Linked DNA regions of Mus musculus: region 1 is linked to region 2. Evidence: chromatin contacts called from public HiChIP or PLAC-seq data. All regions are on one chromosome and are shown on one strand. Each heading gives the region's core, a stretch centred on a gene start, on an enhancer-like site or on the middle of the called end of the contact. The rest is flanking DNA. Distances are from core to core; before and after follow the strand shown. Region 1 overlaps Cert1 (ceramide transporter 1). Region 2 overlaps Polk (polymerase (DNA directed), kappa).

Region 1 (3,534 bases), core at 99-2,598, 83 kb after region 2:
TTTCGTTTCCTTCATTGACTTGACAGTAGCAATTTGTGACAGTACGTAAGTATGAAGCAGCAGCAGCAGGAGACCCTTGGGATTCTGAACTCTGTGCAGGCCTTGGGTATCAGAATCAGGGTATTACAGCACTTAGCTTGAGATCTGAGGGTCAGGGCCTGCACGGGCTTTTCTTTGTCCTTAGAGTATTTTACCAGCTCTGACTCTCCCTTACCCCTTCCCTTTTGTCTTTCCCTCATTGCCTCAACCCTTTCATTTCCTATTCTTTTCCTGCCCAGTTGCACCTCAGCTGTTGAACTGGTCCCTTGTCAGTCTGCCAGGACTTCCAATACTTTCCAAGCCTTTGTCTAAGAGTCTGGAGTCCATCACCAGGATACCTGGAGGAAATGTTAGAGATGGGCACATGAATCTGGAATTGAATCCCAGATCCTTTTCTAAGCAGTGTTGTGACTCTGAACACAGTGTATAAAGTCCAGTCATACAGTGAGGATAGCAAAGGAGTTAGGAACAACACTCACTGTCCAAAGGAGCCCTACCTCTTTGCCTTTACTGTTGCTTTTCCCATTGTATGATTTTCAGTGATGCTTTCTGGAGTAAATGTGTTAAAACATACTATTTAAAAAGATGTTTGGAGTTTTTTAATTATGTGAGGGTGGGGTATGGCATGTTAGTGCGGTGTCACTGAAAGCCAGAATAAGGTGTTTAGTTCCTGAAGTTGGAGTTAGGATGGTTGTTGACTACTGAAGCATCTGTCCAGCCACTCATATCCATTCTCTCTTAAGATACAGCATCTTGCTTCCTATAAGGTTTGTCTTCTTATAACATGGGTCCCAGACTGATGGATGTTGCAGTTCAGCTGCTTGGGCTTTTTAGAATTTCCATTTCAGAAAAAGTCCTATATTTTGATGTTAATATTTTTGTATTTTCTCTTTTCCCTTAATTTAAATCATGACTAGGTAATTTTTGACACCATATGGAAATGTTTGCCTTTTTCTTTGCTGTATTGCTTGATAGTGATCATTAATAGGAAAAATTATTTAAAGAAAATGCTTTACAATTTTAAATTCAATATTTAGTATATTTATATGCCACTTTTAGGGCTTAGATGATTTAATGATGCAAAATGATAGTTAAATTTATCTTCCATATAGTTAAACTATCAAACTGGCCTAGTAACTTTAAGATAAGTAAGTTTGTAGACAGTTCTACTATTTTATTAAGTTCATAGCTTTGAACTGTGTGATTTAATTATAATATTCTGAAATCTAAAAATCCCAAGCACATAGGATAAAGGAATTAGTCTAAAGGTTAAGATAGTTCTTTGACCAGTAGTAACCCCTGTCAGCTTTCCAGGCATACAATCTGAGTAGTATGCTAATGGCTCCCTCTACTGGACAGAAGAGCAGTTTCAGTTTGTTTGTTTTTTTAATTTTTTTGTTTGGAGGTTTTCGTTTTTGATTTGTTTTTGTCATTGTTTTTCTGTTTTCTTTTTGTAAGGATTGAATGTTTAAATATAATGTAGGCATAATCTCATTACTGTGATATTTAGAGAGAAACCATGTCTTATATATGATATTTGTAACTTGTAATGTATCCCTAGCCAGCTGTCATTTTAAACTCTGGCAAAGTTGAGAAAGAAGAGGTTTGTGTTGCAGGACAGTGAAAGGGGGACTTTTTTTTTTTTAACTGATTCACTTTACATTCCATTCACTGCCTGCCTCCTTGGCACCCCTTCCAACAATACTCACCCCCTTTCCCTTTTCCGAGCAGATAGGGCCCCCTAAGGATCACCCTACCCTGACACATCAAGTGTCTGCAAGGCTAGGCGCGTCCTCTCCCACTGAGGCCAGACAAGGCAGCCCAGCTCAAAGAACGTATCCCACAGACAGGCAACAGCTTTAGGGATAGCCTCTGCTCCAGTTGTTCAAGATCCACCCAAAGTCCAAGCTGCACATCTGCTACATATATGTGGGAGGCCTAGGTCCAGCCCATGTATGCTCTTTGGTTGGTGATTCAAACTCTGAGAGCCCCAAGGGTCCAGGTTAGTTGACTCTGTTGGGCTCCTGTGGAGTCCTGTCCCCTTTGGTCTGCCATCCTTCCCCTGCTCTTCCGTAAGAGATCCCAAGCTCCATCCACTGTTGGCTGTGGGTCTCTGCATCTGTCCAAGTCAGCCGCTGTGTGGAGCCTCTCAGAGCAGCCATGCTAGGCTCCTGCCTGCAGGCATAACAGTATCATTAATAGTGTTAGGGAGTGGTGCTTGCCCATGGGATGGGTCTTAAGTTGGGCTGGTTATTGGTTGGCCAGTCCCTCAGTCTCTGCTCATCCCCTGTGCCTATATTTCTTGTAGACAGGATAAATTTTGGGTTGAAATTTTTGTGGGTAGGTTGGTGTCTGTATTGCTCCACTGGGGTTCCTGCAAGGCTGCAGGAGGTAACCTCTTCAGGTTCCATAGCCCCAATGAGAGGGGGACTCTTTTTTTTTTCCTTTGTATTGAGTCTTTGTGAATTTCACACCATGTCCCCCAATTGCTCTCATCTCCCGGTCCCTCCATGTCCACCCTCTGCCTTGCAGCCTCCCCTGAAAGGGCTGGGAGGTGTCCTAAAGCAAATATTGGGAAAGGAAAGGAAAGGAAAGGAAAGGAAAGGAAAGGAAAGGCCTCCCTTTTGTAACTGGTTATATCTGGGTAGAACTGGGGATTTTCACAATACTCATAGGTAGGTGATTAAAGGTTGTGAGTTCAGCTTCTTTCCTGTGGGAGAATGAGAGAGATGGAAAGACCAGCATTCCTTTCAAGGATTAGCCCTAAAGCAGCACCAGTGAGCGGAACACTGTGTTGTTATAGTGACTGTAATTTCTCCCCATTTTCTTCTACCTCTACCATACTCTTCCCTCAAAAAAAAAAGCAGATATTTCAAATTCAAATTAATGTTGCTTTGATTGTTGTACGCAAAATTACTATTCATTTAGAATTTTTACTTGTCTAACAAAGGTTTTCTTTTCATATTGGCATCTTTGGTAGATTTGACTTGAAAGAAATAGAAAATCAATTTAGAGCACTATGTTTATGTATTAAAGTGGCTGTCTAGCTATTCCTTTAATATGTGACTGTTCTTGATATTTTATTCTACAGCTCTCATTTTTGTTAAAACTATTGCAATTAACAGATCTAGAACAACAAATCTTCATTATTTATATTGAGTAACAATGAAATTAGGATTTGTTCGTTTACTAGACTGATTTTCATAATTTATCATGGAATTTATTTTAGGGAAGTTATTAAAGACAAATACTCTAATCATAATGAACATCCATGTGTTATTCATGATTTAACATATATTACACCAGTATTGTAGTAGAATCTGGTTTTATCATGTCCTTGTCATAAGATGGTATTGCCTGTTTTAAGATACTGGAGCTTGGAGAAAGAGAAGCTCTAGAAGCTGTAGTGTGAGAAACCTTTAGTAAAGCTTTTCCTTGTTTGATAACAAGGCCTTCAAAAGCCTCACTACCATTTACTTCTCTGCCCGAGACTTC
Region 2 (3,659 bases), core at 248-2,747:
GGAACTTGGGGAGACAGGGTTTATTTCACTCGCAGTCCCAGCATCACTGAAAGCAGTCAAGGCAAGGACTCAAACAGGGCAGGAGCCTGGAGGCAGGGGCTGACACAGGCCATAGAGGGTGCTGCTCATTGGTCTGCTCAGCATGCTTGGTCTCTAGAACCCAGGGCACCAGCCTAGGAGTGGCACCACCCACAGTGGGCTGGGCTCTCCCATGTCAATCACCACAGCCTGATCTTATGGAGGCATTCTCTCAGTTCCGAGTCTCTCTTCCCTGAGTCTAGCTTCTGTTAGGTTGACATAAAACTAGCCAGGAGAAGAGCTAATATCTGAAATAGTTATTCTATACCAATATCAATTAAAAACTGAAGATGTAGCTTATTTTTCATAAAACTTTAATATACATGTCAAATATAACAATGCAGAGTTGTAATCTTTAAACTTTTTTGCCTGTTCAGAGAAAAATTACTGGGTTGAAAGAAAAAAGAGAAGAGAACACGGAGAGAAACAAAATAGGCGAGTAAAGAAAAGTTTACATAGCAAGCATCCCCATACCGTTTTTATGGGCAGCCTCTACTAATGCTCTATATGTGCTTGCCCAGGTTACCCTGCAAAGGGCTATGGGACAGGTTTAATTTTGTCAACCTATAGGAAGCTGCCTAGATCATTAACATAAATCATAACAGAAGACAGCCATAAAGCAAGCACCGCATACACAGCACATGGAATCTACTACTGAGAGGAGCAACGGAGGCAGAACACAGTAACCAAGGAGAGGGGGAAACAGCTCTGGAGAACCCAGTGAGCGCCTAAAGGAAGGCAAAGCCATCAGGGGGAGAGCTCGCTGTGCCTGCCCATCCCCCATGAACGTGCTGTCTTCAGCCTTGCCCTCACTTACAGAATACTTGTTTCATGGTCTTAGGACAGACACACCAGCCACCCACCCACTAGCTGGAGATTAAAACTGCAGCTCTTCTCTTAGGAACAAGACCCGAATCCCATCTGCCTGTAGCAGACCCTGACAGTGTACACAGGCCTAACCTTGCTGAGCCTACCCCTCTCGCTGACCTGAGGGACTCTGCCTTCTTGGGTTGCTCCTATCTAGAATACCCTGAGCTCTGTCACAGGCTTCATGGGTCAACTCAAATATACTATGAAACTCGGCTGCAGCTTTGTCTTCCATGCCAGAGAACCAATGCTCTCTTGCTTGATTTCTTGTTTCCACTGTGGCCCTTATTATAGTAGATAAGCTGTAATAATTACAATATGCCTAAAATATGAATGAAGTAAGAATAAAGGAGTGGCACCTGAAATATTTTGGCTTGGAATAATATAGAGAAGCAGAAGATAAATAGAAAGCCAACCGCGAGGGAAACCTCCTCACACTCATGATTAACGCTGGGACGGTTTCTTCTGTGAACTTCTCTCTTGTACTCGATGCAAGCGTGCAGCTGCCCAGAGGAAGCCTCACAGTGTGACTCATCTCTTCCATCTTCCTTTACTCTCTTCTTAGTCACCCACCCATCCTGTCTGAACGCTCTCTGCTCTCCGCAATGCACAGCGCCTGCCTTAGCTTCCCAACATTTCTCCCCCTTTACTTCTCGATCATGGTTCGTTTATCACTTTCCCCTGAGGCCTTTCACAGTCTACTTGGTGGCTGTAACATTTACCTTCTTCTTCCTCCTGTTACTTCTGAGAACTCGTGTGTCACCGGGGCTAAAAATAAGGACCTTCCTCTGGTTCTCAGTAACGCTTCTCATTAGGCACAGGACAGTGGCTATGTTAGCCCTCTCTTACAATCTTTAATTCTAATAAACTAATGGCAAAAGGTTGTTGAAGGAATGAAGAGATGCTTGCACAACGTGTTCTTGGAGAGGGGTATGGCAAGGGCTCGCTGACTACCTCTCATTCTAAGGTAGAAGGGACAGTTATGGAGTATGTCAGGTGTTAAGTTCTTCCCACAAAAACTCACTTACTAGTCAGAATAATTCAGAGATTACAATTATTAGTCTTATAAATGAGAAAATGAAAGTTTACTAAGATTAAGAGATTTGTTCTGAGTCATAGAGCTGACGTGGGAGAGCTGGACTTGGGAAACAGGTTACACCAAAGTTTGTTTTCTTTGTCTTATCTTTTCTAACACAGGCTTTGGTTTTTTGTCTTTGTTGTTGAAGTTGTTTGTTTTGGAAACTATATGTAGTCCTGGCTGTCCCAGAACCCACTATGTAGAACAGGCTGGCCTAGAGCTCACAGAGACCCATCTGCCTCCTGAGTGCTGGGGTGAGAGCTGCAAATACCAATTGTGGCTAATAGACTTTGAACAGTCTTTAACATTGTGTATCCACACTCTATACTAATTTCTTTTCAAAACCTTCAATTTCTACTACATTTAGGACAATATTTGGAAATTCTGCTTTTTATTTTGACTTAGTATCTCCATAAAGTCTACTGAGTTGGTCCAAGTTAGCAAAGGCAGTTGTTAAAATGGTCGAAATGCACGGATTGGCTGTGTGGCCTCACTTAACAGAATGTGGATGCTCGTTTATCCAGTTTACGAGCTCATTAGAAGATAGTTTATATGATAACCAGATGCCTGCCTTCCAGGAGTGTGGTGAGGGTGGAGTCCAGGGGAGGATATTCAAAGAGGGTCCAAACGAGCTGCCTGGCTCATGCATGCAGACTTCTTACCTCGGTCTGACCAGCAGGAATTTACACTATCATATCACACATAATCAAATCTAGCATGTGGAAAATGTGAGTCCAAAATAGAAACATTTCCTATGAAAACATCTTCGTTCTCTGAGACCTTCTTGTCTCCTTGGGACTTCCTCAGCCTCCTCCCACGCACACAGCTTCTTTTAGAGGAAGCTCAACAAATGAAACAATTAAATAATCAACATAAGACACATTTCCTACCACTCCTGCTCTGAGAGATGCCAGCGAGGCTCCCAGCAAACACTGGGCACAACTGGAACAAAAGCTGAAATTCTGCTGCTCAATGGAAAGCACTTTCTAGTTCTCCAGGTTATCTGGACGGTAAACTGCAAAATTTGTATGAACCCCCAAAAGTCAGAGCAACACACCAGCTATGTTCCTCTGTGTCTGTAAAGTGTCTATTAAAGATATATGTAGATTACAGACCATTAAACCTAGCAAGTCCCAAAAGCAAATGTTTACAGAATAAGGTCAACTTAAAGACAGCATTATTTTCTACAGAATGCAATTTTTTAAACTTAGAAAAAAAAAATCCTTCACACTTTAACTGAAACACATTTTGTATGTCTGCTCAGTGAAAATTACTATCAAGGGAGTCAAAAGATAAGTTAAACTAGAAGAAAATATTTTTAAAATAAAAGTCAGTATGTGACTGATACTCAAAATACACAAAGGATTCTTCAAACTCAATAAAAAACAAAAGAAAAGTCAACAATCTTACTTAAATCTAAGCCTAAAGCCTTAACAGACACCTCACCAGAGATTCATACATGACATCTAACCATATGAAATGCGACTCCTCACTCTATGCCAGTGAGGACATGCAGTGTAAAATGACTTAACACCATCATCCTGCATGTGTCGGGATGGCCCCAACTGAGAACACTAACAACACCAAAGATTGGTCAGAATGAATAGCAACAGGGCCCCTCATCCTTCACAATGAG

What was found. HiChIP or PLAC-seq counts read pairs in DNA pulled down with a chosen protein or histone mark.
Region 1: a contact with region 2 is called in an H3K4me3 HiChIP or PLAC-seq map of bone marrow-derived macrophages, with 4 times the contacts expected there. The contact joins two enhancer-like sites. A contact is called at or near these places in 12 of 484 Hi-C or Micro-C datasets (the AML12 cell line, CD4 T cells, CD8 T cells and 7 more), 6 of 115 datasets of contacts at active chromatin or transcription factors (CD8 T cells, bone marrow-derived macrophages, embryonic stem cells and 3 more) and 4 of 9 other capture datasets (adipose tissue, embryonic stem cells, liver and 1 more).

What each region holds. Positions count from the first base shown.
Region 1 is chr13:96,592,458-96,595,991 of GRCm38.p6, forward strand. The region is part of intron 3 of Cert1 (ceramide transporter 1); the gene reads left to right. Among named protein-coding and RNA genes, the nearest start is that of Gm46436, 22 kb to the left of the region's middle. Within about 2 kb of position 1,349, at least 33 of the 459 cell types and tissues checked have an H3K27ac peak or open chromatin away from gene starts, as enhancers often do. A contact at or near this core is called in bone marrow-derived macrophages, where this site is marked.
Region 2 is chr13:96,509,319-96,512,977 of GRCm38.p6, forward strand. All of the region lies in intron 3 of Polk (polymerase (DNA directed), kappa), which reads right to left. Among named protein-coding and RNA genes, the nearest start is that of Polk, 31 kb to the right of the region's middle. Within about 2 kb of position 1,498, at least 177 of the 459 cell types and tissues checked have an H3K27ac peak or open chromatin away from gene starts, as enhancers often do. A contact at or near this core is called in bone marrow-derived macrophages, where this site is marked.